Linked DNA regions of Oryza sativa: region 1 is linked to region 2. Evidence: chromatin contacts called from public ChIA-PET data. All regions are on one chromosome and are shown on one strand. Each heading gives the region's core, a stretch centred on a gene start, on an enhancer-like site or on the middle of the called end of the contact. The rest is flanking DNA. Distances are from core to core; before and after follow the strand shown.

Region 1 (6,376 bases), core at 926-3,425, 47 kb before region 2:
AGCTGGTAAATTTTGGAATTATTTAGTACTCCACGTCATTCAAATTTCAAGTGATCAAATAATTTGGGAAATTGGAAGATGATGGAAAGATTTACTCCTATTTATGTTGTTAGGCTCTCTCTCTCTCTCTCTCTCTCGCTCGCTCGTTTGAAGCAGTATGAACTTGGAGAAATTTTGCTCTGTTTCATTTGACCAAAGCTTTATACTCGAAATTGATTGATCTTTGGAAGAAGTTTAGTACGACACGAGGTGACGAGGGAGGAAATAAATTTGGGCCATCCTTTAGTGGGCTTCATGGATTAGAAGAGTTGGGCCGAAAAAAAACGGGGCCAAGATATACCGAACATGACAATATGGGCCTTTGGTATGTCCAGTCCACAATATCAGATCCATGGACTTTTGGGCTGATTGTGCGGGTTGTCCTTACTTTCTTTGGAATGGAATCAATATCATTTTCCTTCAATATCGTTCTCTATTATTAATTGAAGATGTTTTCATCGGTATTTTGGTATGTCATCCGTGTATGAGTCGGTTTTTAAATTTTTGTATTTTTGAAAATACATATCTATATTTGAGTCGTTTTTAAGATCGTTCACTTTTGGTAATACAGAAGGAATCATATAAGAATCTCGCATGCTAACTTAAGACGATCGGACTCCTAACTGTAGCTCATAATTTTCTAAAAATATATAACAATAATACGATTAAAATAGACTTTACCCATTACAACGCACGGGTATTTTTTAAGTAACTTAAAACATAAAAAAGAGAAGATCGAACATATAATGTATAGAGATAATAAATTAACTAAGTATAATATGTCTATTTATGTCTATGCAAATTCCCGAGACACAATATCAATGTCAGGTTAGGCACTGGTATACCCACTAAGGCTGTGTTCGCTGGAGCGGGTTCCTAACTGGAACGCGCACGAAAAACGGAACGGTCCATTAACACATGATTAATTAAGTATTAGCTATTTTTTTCAAAAATGGATTAATATGATTTTTTTAAGCAACTTTCATATAGAAACTTTTTTTCAAAAAAATGCATCGTTTAGCAGTTTGAAAAGCGTGCGCGCGGAAAATAAGGGAGATAATTGGGAAACCTGGGGTAAGAACAAGAACACAGTCTAACTCTACAAATTTATGTGTTAAATATTATGTAGTATGTTTGCAAACAACTTTTTAAGAATAAAGATATTCTCAAGTCTATAACTGAAAAAAATTATAAGAAAGTCCATTGAAAAGTATAAGCCATGTAGTTGTCAATTTATAATCTGTAAAATACTTGGTCATTGAGGGCCTCCGGATCTACTAAATTCATGTTTGGCGTCACTTTAACCCACCTAAATGTGCATTCTTCTTATGCCAGCTCTCTCTCACTATTTTATCTTCTCAATTTTTCTTTCTTTCTTGCCACCGGTCCACCAATTGAAACGTACTACATTAGAAAAGTAATTTAGATCCATCATATTTGTCTAAACGTGTTCTAAGTCGATGTTGACAACTCCACTTCATTTCAGGTTTCACCGCACTTGCTTTTGTTAATCATGTCGGTACATGTTACATACACTACTTCCTCCGTTTCACAATGTAAGTCATTCTAGCATTTTCCAGACAGATTCATTAATATCAATATGAACATGGAAAATGCTCGAATGACTTACATGGTGAAACAGATGGAGTACATTAAAATAAATGGCTAATATAAACTATTATTCTAGAAAAACATAATATAAGTAAAAAAGGGCTTTTACAGAGAAAGTGATAGTTACTATTTACCCAAAATTATTTCATGAAATACTAATTCACAGAGGATTCAATTAGGAAAAAAAAAGGTTTTGCTAGTCTTTTAGTTAGGAAACTTTTAGACTTTATATGCGGTGAAATAAAAATCTAAGAATTCACGCGTGTGGGATGCGGCCATGGGTCAACCTTCATCTTCGATTGGAAAAGAAGAAAAAAAAAATCAGATTGAAAGTTAAAATTTAAAATAGAGTCAAATAAACAATTACCTCAATTATTTGAAGGTTTTCAAAAGAAATAAGTACTCCCTATAAAAAATCCAAAACAATGCAACTACTCTACCTAACACAACCGCCCAATCCAATTTTAGGGCTGAAAAGAATGCGATTAGAATTTAGAAACTTCTAAAGGAAAAAATCTCATCTCATCTCATCTCAAGAAGAAAAATAATTAATTACTCGCAGCAAAGGACGGACAGTTTCCTGCGCAAATTCCACGTTCCACCTTCCTCTTCGGTCGTCTCCGCCGGCTTGGAGTTGGGAGAAGAAGCTCAAACGCGGAGGCCACCACGACCACCACAACACCACCACCTCTTCTCCTAGTCAAACCCACCCTTCCCTTGTAATCTTCGCAACAACAGCAGGACGGCAAGTTCGTAGCTTTCCCCTCCGCTTTATACACCCGCATCTCCAAATCTGAGGAGAGAGGGGAGAAGATAAAGAAAGAAAAGCGCGCATTTTGGTGTCCGGGGAAGGGAAAAGGGCGGTTCTTGGCGTCGGTGGCGGGTTTTGTTTTTTGGGGGTGGAAGCGGTTGGTTTGGGGATGAGCAGCGGCCAGGAAGCCGGATCGAGCTCCGGTGGATCCGGCGATGGCGGCGCGGCGGCGCCCAGGAGGAACACCAGGAAGCCCAAGTGTGAGATCTTGCTGCGATTATCTTTGTTGTTGCTTCTCGTTTTTTCTTATTTTTATTTTGTTCCCCTTTTGATCGGGGGTTTGGAGTAATAATTTCCGGTTTTTTTTTTCATCCTTTGTGATATACTAGTACTAGTAGATTATATGAGTTTGAAGAGGTTTAGATGTTTTATGTGTAAGGTTTAATTTGGCTGAAGTACTGAAAGTTGTGATGCTATAATTTAGATTTCAATTCGAGACTGGGACATTATTGTTATAGGATTTTTTTTTTTAAAAAGTTCTTGTTCTTCCTATCTGCAATAGTAGCAGTTGGCTTTGACTTTAGAACTGGAGTTTTGAGTCATCGACGAAGCCTTTGCAATTTAGAATGGTCTGCCATCTTTTCAGATGGTGGGATGATTGTTTTGGTGGAATTGTTAAATTCGCTATGAAATTTACTTTATTTACCCTCTTTTATGTGCAGATTCCAAGTTTACTCAGCAGGAGCTCCCAGCTTGCAAGCCGATTCTTACTCCAAAATGGGTAAGCTGATACTAGCCCAAAAAAAGTGCCTGCTGTTAGTTATATTTAGCTTGAGTGAGATGGCATGTTTAATCACCTGACGGATGCTTGTGCTTATCTTACGCAGGTCATTTCAGTTTTCGTTCTTGTCGGAGTCATTTTTGTCCCAATCGGGCTTGTTTCGTTGAAGGCTTCACGAAAGGTATGCTGTATTTTTTATTCGAACTTCAAAATATGTTTGGCCAAGCGTGAATATCATTTTTTGCTAACATTTTTCCTTTGCTGTAGGTTGTTGAGATTGTTGATCGATACGATGATGCATGTGTCCCAGCTAATACAACTGACAAGCTTGCTTACATCCAGAACCCAACAATAAGCAAAAACTGCAGAAGGACTCTTAAGGTAAATGAGCCTAGCTACATGCATATTCTTCTATACCCTGAAATTATGCATCTTGCCTTAAGTATCGAAAGAATCCTTGGCTGAAATATTTGGTCGAATTTTGGTCTCCACTCCAGGTTCCAAAGGATATGGATGCACCAATCTTTGTGTATTACCAGCTGGATAACTTTTATCAGAATCATAGGAGGTATGCAAATATACTTTCTGATGTCACAAGTATTTCAACTATCAGTACAAATAAACCCTTGGATGGGATATATGTCCAGTTTATGCAGCAGTTCTGTTGAAATGGTTAAGTCAGAATGAATTGTTGTGAATGCTGGTTCACACGAGGTAGCTGCCTGCTACCATGCAGAGGAAGGGTTGAACAATGTCTTGAAGGATATTATTATTTTAGAAAAGAGGAGTGCAGAGAGATTGAATTAGTGACTGAAATGATAAAACCTTATGAATTCATTATTTTTTCTTGGGAAGACTTGTCTTGACCCTAAGAAAATTTTATGTAAGCTGTATCTCTAATACACGGACTATACCTATAAGGAAATAAATTCAACTATCTAAAAAACTAATCATTCTTATGTTTAATTACAACTAGTGCCGCGCCAGCAGGTCCTCCTTGAATAGTTTGCTGTTGGTACAGTAAATACAGTAGTGCACGAACAGTACCAAGCCAATACAATGGCTACATGATATACACAATATATTTTGGTTAGGCCGGTATAATGCTCAACCTCAATATGATGTATCTTCTAAGTCAGTTTCTCAAAGAAAAGGATATCTTATGCATGGTAGAAGTGGGAAAATATATCTCTGGTAGAAGCCATGAAATTATGAATGCACTATTGACATCTGCCTCTACTGTACAGATGGCAAGAAACTATTGATTTTGGAAATAGTCATTTTGATTTGCTCGCCCTTTTGTTTTGCGTTTAGGAAATGATAATTCTTCTTGCCTTGCATGACATTTTTCTTGCTGAATTATATTTTTCATACAGATATGTCAAGAGCCGGAGTGATGCACAGCTAAGAGATCCCAAAAAGGCAAATGACACCTCCACTTGTGATCCCGAGGGTACAGCAAATGGAATGGCAATTGTTCCTTGTGGTCTGATTGCATGGAGCATATTCAATGATACATATGGCTTTGTTCGCAACAGTAAGAACCTGCCAGTGGACAAGAAAAACATCTCTTGGAAGAGTGACAGGGAGCACAAATTTGGACGTGATGTCTTTCCAAAGAACTTCCAGAATGGTTCTCTTATAGGTGGAAAAACACTTGATCCAAATAAATCGGTATGTTCTCTGTTCTGGTAGATTATCACATACATATTGGACATGCAATTATGCTTTTAGTACTTTTGTGTAATCCCATTTAAAGATCAAGAAAATTCTCTGAGCAGTTAGAATAATAGTATTTACCTGAAGTACTCATTTATTTACTTTCTATGCAGTTGAGTAAACAAGAAGACCTTATTGTTTGGATGAGAACTGCTGCACTTCCAACATTCAGAAAGCTGTATGGTAGGATACACACTGACCTCAAGAAAGGTGACACCATTACGGTGACATTGGAGAACAACTACAACACATATAGCTTTAGTGGCAAAAAGAAGTTGGTACTTTCTACCTCGACATGGCTCGGTGGAAAGAATGATTTTCTTGGTCTAGCATATCTCAGTGTTGGTGGACTCTGCTTCTTCCTGGCATTTGCATTCACCTTGCTGTACTTGATAAAACCAAGGTGAGTAACTTCTCAATTCTCATGTAATGCAATCATTTGAAGAAGCGCATGTACCCTGGGGATAATTGAGGCATTGTTAGGCCTTGTTTGGTGACCAGCTACTTTGGAGTTGAACTAAATTCTTCTTAGTTGATCCTCATCCAACCAACCAAAAGAGCCCTTTCTAGGCTACAAATCCTCATCAGTGCTTCATGTGCTCAATGTGTCTTCAAACTGAACTTAGCCTTTTTTTGGTTGTCTCAGAACACGCAGGAGTCCTGCACATCATTTCATTTAGAACCCCCCCCCCCCCCCCAAAAAAAAAAAAATAAAATAAAAAAATACACACACACACACACACTAATGCGTGGAAATGAGTTCGATTTGTTGTTTTGTTCATTGAACTCTTATTAAAGCTAATGTGATGGCCTTTGAGAACTGCTTCATTTCACTGATATGAATTGCATCTCTAATTTTCCTCTTTTTTTTTCAGGAAAATGGGTGACAACAACTACTTGTCATGGAACAGAAACCCTGCAGGCCGTTAATAAGCTCTTCAAACTTTTAAGTTGCAAATTCAACATGAAGCAAGTTGGATTATGGATTCAAATGTATCTTGTACTAGATAGCGGTTTTATTTGTTAGCCGTGCTGGAGTGCCAATACGGCTTATACCAATTAGGGCAGCGTTTATGAGCAACACTGATGTACATTATGTTGCAAAGAAAAATATATATATATACAGCCTTCTTTTGTTGAAAATTTTAAATATCCCAGAAGTTAAATGGAATGATTTTTATATTGTTGCAGTGTGATTCCATTGTTACCTCAATTGCACTGGTGTCACCATGTGAATGATTTACACATCTTCCATATTCCATATATAAAAAAGTGTTAAAAACGTTAATCTCAACAAGGGTAAATAATGATCTGCGCTAGAAATTAACAAATAATCTTCAAAATCTATATCATCATACATCTTTCCTTCGGAAAGTTTCTTGATCTAACAAGTATGACTTAAAAAATGAAATGAAACTGAACTATAACTTCAAAGCATCAGCTCTTAGGAAAATGCTGTGCGGTAATTGGTCAGT
Region 2 (6,047 bases), core at 2,368-4,867:
TAAAAAGGCAGGAAATAGTTTAATTATATCAGTCAATTGTCTGATAAATAGGCCCATTACTATTGGCAACTGCAATTTTTATACCTTTAAAAAGTCAAACAGTATGGCCTTAGATGAGCACACAGAAACATGCAACATTTCACTCAGAACAAACCCAAAAGTGCACAAACTAAGATTCAATATCCAACCTTTCTAACCTTTTCTCCTTTGCTTCCAGGTATCAAGGTCAGCAGGTATAAGACCCTTCCCCATTATTGGTTTTAAAATTTCAGCAAGAACTCCCTGATTTCAAGTACATAAATATGTAAGAAAGAAACCTAACAAACTAAACAGTAGTCTAGTAGCAACATTAGTTATCCATGATATATATTAATACAGGTAAAATTCAGTTGCTACAACAGAGCACATGCTATAAATCAGCTGACACCTGACAGCCATCATGGTAAAAAAAAAATTATGATCCAATACCACCTACAGTTGAGCCAACAAAGGATATTCATAAAATGTGCATTAGAAGAATACCTTATCATAACAGAAAGCATTTTCTCGCAGGATATGTCTAGCAACAATTGGATCGGAGACAACAACAAATGCCTTGGGTCCAAAAGCGAGTTTGTACACAGAGCCATGCTGCAAACAAATCATGATAGGTTAGCATTGTTGCAGGGGCGAAGCTACAGCCATTCATAGCGGTCAGTTGACCCCGACGACGTTTTGCAAACCTCTCAAACCCTCTTTATTTTACCATCTATGACCCCAGCGAAGAGAAAAACTAGACCCCAGTGATATTGCTGATTGTTCCGTCAAAACCAAACTAGTGACTAGGAACGATACTAACAAACAACAAATAGAAAATTAGCTAGCACTTATGATTTATACGTCAGCCCAATATACATATACGATTGTGATTTGGGTCCAAAAATAACTCCACAAATACTCTTGTTGCGTCATCGTATTCCTTCGAGCACTTTGTCCCGCACCGGCGTTGCACATCTTGACATCTTATATCATCTTATTTCTAGCAGAACGGAAGGCAATAAATTAGTGGTTTTGATAATCTTTGGTGCATTTGGTGTGTTTTACAAATTAATAATGTATAGTTTTTAACAAATTTGTAGACATTTCATTTTATCATATTGTCATTAATTTTGTCTTGTATTATGTATAGTCTTAGATCATTAATTACAAACTAGATGACATTTCCGATTTAATGTTGGATTACAATGTAGCGATATGACATTTTTCACCAAATTTTAATAAGTTTTGATATAGTTTTGCCGTGAATTCTCCAAAAACATTCAAAATTTCACTCAGAATATACTTTTCGTCCCACGTCGAAACATCAAAATTACATGATTTTTGGTCGGTTTTGGTCGAAAGCATAAACCCTGGTTAACACTGACCCCGGTGACCATTTATCCTGGCTTTGCCCCTGCATTGTTGCACAACTTGTCCACATATCTACTTGATTATGAACCTAATGGTAAATTGGTAATGTAAGTCACTAATGAGAATCAAAAGAAATAATGCATAAACCTGAACAGCAGGGACGCAAGCCAACTATTGGCATATATCTTCACTGTTTTTATGAATGGTGAAATGTACATTTAGCAATGCATTTATGAAGTTGCAAACAAAAAAAAAAACTTGAAGGCGTGCTAATTAAAAAAAAAGGGTGTGAAGTTTGTGATGTGGAGTTAAAAAAATCGCTAGAATTGCAAAACAACTTTAAGGCAATAAGGCATGCTAACTAAACAAACAGTCAAGTTTGAACATGGAGTTCAAAAATGGCGTTGAACCATAAAATTCAGACAGTCAATAATAAAATGTACATAGCATTAAAATTTGTGTAATCATGTAACGTAGTTTGGAGATGAAATAGTGGACAAACATGCTTTTGATCATAAGAGAACGAAACGTATGTGTGATTGCAGTAAGTGGAAAAAAAAATTAGCAAGTGCAACGAAGTAGCGCAGTAGCGATGAAATGTGCGTGGGATATTGCAAATACTAATGCAAGAGCCACAGATTGATTGGGGTGATCACCTCGAGGAACCAGTCGTAGAGCGAGAAGAAGAGTGGCCGGCCGAAGAGGTCGGTGACGGCGCCCTCGGCGACGGGCATCGCGCCGAGGCTCCCGCCGCTGAGCAGGTTGGTGAGCAGGTTGCTGGCGTTGTCGAGCAGGCCCCGCTTGGACTTGGGCTTGTCGTCGACGCTGGACGACTGGCACCTTCAACAACAACAACAACCACCATAACATCACCCCCCCCCCCACCCCAAACACCACAGCTCAGCCACCCGCGCACAGAGAGGCAATCGGTCGAGCACCTGGCGTGCGCGCGCGCGCGCCCCCCAAGGCCGCAGAAGGCAACGTAATACGTACCTGACGACGGGGAGGCGCCTCCTCCCGCGGAGAGCGGGGCACGCGGCGTGGCGACGCGGCGAGGCGTCGGCCTGCCACGGGTGGGGCGTGGCGGCGGCGGCGGCGGTGGCCGCGGTGATCGCCATGGAAGCGAAGCCGAAGTGAAGCGAAGTGAAGCGCGGGGTGGTCACTGGCCAGAGATGGATAAGGCCGGCTCGGTGCGCGCCTGGGCGTGATATTGTGGTGCGGTCGCGCTCGGTCGGAAAGCGCGGCAGCCACCGACACCGACCGCACAACGTGTCCCGGTCGGCGCGGCATGTGAGTCACGGCACGATGAAATCGGTGGGCGATGCACCAGACCAGCCCACTGCATTAGGTAATTTATTATTTTATTTCGTTATTAGGTAGGGGCAAAGGTTGGTTGGTTAGGTAGGAGTATAGTATTATTGTTTTATTTTAGGACTTGTTCAGATTATAGCCAAAATAAATCTTACTAAATTTTGATAATGTTAAAATTGTAGCAACAAACTAAACGTAGATATTTTTTTTGACAACTTTATAAAAAAAAATGGTATGATTGAAGATGACATCAAAGTGATCCGGCTCTTAAAGTTGGATCTAACGAGGTATTATGATAATTTTTAAGTTTAATTTAATATTTATGTTAATTATATATAGCTAATTATGATAATAGAGTTATAATAATATAGTATAAAAAAGATTTGTCAAGAGAAAACCACTCACTAGTGCTAATTGTTTTATTTAACATTGATTTTGAAGATACCTGAAACAAATGCATTTAGATCATTTTTATTTTTGAATTCAAATAAAATCTAGTTTGCAAGTCCTAATGTCCGCATTTACGGCTAATTATTTTTTCAGTGATACACGACGTATTCGTCGACAGCGAGATGCTTATAGTGACTTATTAATCTCGAAGATATACCGATACAATCTTGTAGAGTTGCTCCGCGCATATGAAGTCCAAAAATTTGTACTACGTTTCTTAAAATAAAATGCAATGTAGAGTATCAAGATACCACCAAAAACGATTTTAGAACCGATGCATATCATTTCACTCTTGGGTAGGACCAGTCGATCTCGCCTTGGGTCCAGTAGAATAATGGCCCAATATTGAATTACACAGGTGCACTTGCCCCATCCCAGCCCAAGCCCACACGTGACGTAGTGGGCCGTGCTATTATCTTATATCGGAAAAAAAAGAGAGGAAGAAAGCGTGATTGACCTCTCGTTATCGTGGACTTCATTCTAAAAAAAAAAGAAAAAAGAAAGAAAAAAGAAAGAAAGAAAGAGCATGGAGGCGGAGGCGGCAATGGCGCCGGCGGCGGCGCCAGCGGCGGCGACAGGGGCGGTGCGGGTGGAGAAGGTGAGGGGGAGGTCAGCGGTGACCAGGTGCTTCGCCAAGTACCCGCTCAAGCTCATCGCCCCCTCCAAGGTTCCACCACCTCCTCCATCCATTATATAGATTGCCTTCGCTTGTTTGCTGCGATGAGCCACTGACCTCACCTCGTCGGCGATCCTCTGGCAGGCCGGGCGCGCGTCCTCCGGCGCCGCGTGGCTCTACGCCATCACCTACGGCGGCGGCATCGTCTCCGTGAGCCGCCGCATCGCCTCCTCTTCCTCCCCCGGATTGCAATCAACCAACCAACCAACAGTTTGCCTCCTTTCTCGAGAGAGAGGCAATCGTGAGTGCGAGTGTCTGATGCGTTTTTGTTCTTCTTTTTTGGGGGCTGTGCTTGTAGGGGGACATCATCTCCTGCACGGTGGCCGTCGGCGACGGGTGCGCGGCGGCGATGACCACGCAGGCCTCCACTAAGGTCCTTTTTTCTTTCAATTGTTCTCATGCGATTGGCCGAGTAAATACTGTTTACATTTCCTTAGTTGGAGAAAATGACATAGGTTAGTGAACGAATGTTTCTCATAAATGCTTACAGCTAGAACACTTTTAGGGCCCCCCCCCCCCCCCGTATTTTTTTTTCCTTTTTGAAAGAAGGGCAAAATCTTTGCCAACTTTAGGGTCCCTTTTGAAATGATGGATTGTCATAAGAATTTTGAAGGATTTAATCTTCTAAATGATTTTTTATTTCTATCGAGCCAAGGATAGAGAATATTCCATATGAAGTAAGCAAGAGGCCCAACCTCTTGGAAACTTTCCTTTGCTTTGTTAGTTTCCTATGATGCTATCAAAGGGCTCCTCTTCATCTTTCCTGTGTTTTTCATTCCTGTAGGATTAGAGAAACATGCAACTTCAATTCCTGCGTTTTTCCTATCCCGCGTTTCAAAGGGACCCTTAGATAATGTTACAGCTAGAGCTAGAGGGGTCTTGATGTCAATTCCATATAAGTGTAGGGTATGCTATTAGAATTACCAAATGCAACCTAGGACTTAAACTAGTCTATTGTAATAACATGATATTGGGCTTTGTGCGTCTTTGACACAGCAGCTGGGTTATAGCAATGCACCCGTAGTCAAGTGTAATAACATACTTCATTATCGAAATTTTAACTGAAAAAAGTTAGTTCTTGAGGAATATATTGATTTTTTTTAACGAACCATATATATTGATTGTTTTATGTTTGTCAATGGCCAAGTGCTTGTTTAGGTGTACAAGGCCGTGGATTCAAAATGTTCTGAGCAGGTGCTAGAGGTAATGCTCCTTCGAAATTTCGATACTCCTCAGAATTTCTTACTAGGGAACTTCAACTTTTTTTTTAAGAAAATAGCAATTATAATGATTCTTCATTATATGCAGTAGGCAAGAGTTGGAGAAGATGCACTCTTTGCACTTATTCCAGATCCTGTAACCTGCTTCTCAATGGCTCGATACCACCAGAAGCAAGTGTTTCATGTCTTTCCCAATTCAAACTTAGTCGTTGTAGACTGGTTTACAAGTGGTCGTTACGAGAGTGGAGAAAAATGGAATTTCAGCTTCTACAAGAGCATCAACCATATTCTTTTGGAAGATCAGCCTCTATTTATTGACTCGGTAAGAGCTCACCTTTCAGCTTCTCCTAACATTTGCCTGATTAATCTTGTTCATCCCCACTCTAATCATCGGTTGTGCTTAATGCCATGCCACATAACCTCTTCTAATGTCTGAGCAGGTTTTATTGGAACAGAGCTCAAATTTTAGTATTGCTGACCGAATGCAGGAATACAATGTGGTTGCAATGGTTATTTTGCTGGGGTAAGGCCATCAAACACTGAAATTTGCCTTCTGCACAGGTCTTCTCGACCTTTGCAGATATGACTTTGGCTACTGCCTATGTGCTGCTTCGGTTTTCACATAATCAACCGTGTTCTTTTGTCTTTGGTAGTTACTACAATTATGCTAGTTGAGGATCTTTCAGAATTTCTAGAAAATTGTAGGGAATCAGAGGAATCCATGGACCATAGTTTACTTCAGATTTCGAAGAAAATTGTTGGGAATCAGGAACTATGGACTATGGTTCACTCAGTCTAACAAGTTACTAGTGGAATCCCAGATGGCTAGATCTGGATTACTTACAGACAATGGTTCAGTGAATCAGTGGCATACTTTCCCTTGCAGACCAAAGTTAAAGCACATACAAGATCAGATGCAAGATGAGGTAAAAAAGATGATGTCTGTACAACTGCGCCCTCCCACTTCTGCCGGAGGTCGCTACTCGACAAGATCACAACCC

Evidence for each region. ChIA-PET counts read pairs in DNA pulled down with a chosen protein or histone mark.
Region 1: a contact with region 2 is called in an RNA polymerase II ChIA-PET map of leaf, with 6 times the contacts expected there. The contact joins the promoter of LOC4328458 here to the promoter of LOC4328450 in region 2. A contact is called at or near these places in 4 of 15 Hi-C or Micro-C datasets (leaf and seedling) and 3 of 4 datasets of contacts at active chromatin or transcription factors (leaf and seedling).

What each region holds. Positions count from the first base shown.
Region 1 is chr2:4,047,202-4,053,577 of ASM3414082v1, reverse strand. It overlaps LOC4328458 (ALA-interacting subunit 1), which reads left to right and starts at 2,175. Exons shown (of 8, transcript NM_001424157.1): 1 at 2,175-2,661; 2 at 3,124-3,182; 3 at 3,289-3,363; 4 at 3,450-3,563; 5 at 3,680-3,750; 6 at 4,559-4,856; 7 at 5,015-5,304; 8 at 5,777-6,088. The coding sequence starts at 2,571. The coding sequence ends at 5,831. It overlaps LOC4328457, which reads right to left. Exons shown (of 8, transcript XM_015771003.3): 8 at 6,138-6,376.
Region 2 is chr2:4,001,691-4,007,737 of ASM3414082v1, reverse strand. It overlaps LOC4328450 (urease accessory protein D-like), which reads left to right and starts at 3,617. Exons shown (of 8, transcript XM_015771316.3): 1 at 3,617-3,817; 2 at 3,911-3,976; 3 at 4,125-4,199; 4 at 4,985-5,029; 5 at 5,138-5,368; 6 at 5,487-5,569; 7 at 5,933-6,047. The coding sequence starts at 3,677. LOC4328451 (cytochrome P450 97B2, chloroplastic) reads right to left here and starts at 2,694. Exons shown (of 15, transcript XM_066307335.1): 1 at 2,383-2,694; 2 at 2,046-2,222; 3 at 523-630; 4 at 198-282. The coding sequence starts at 2,679.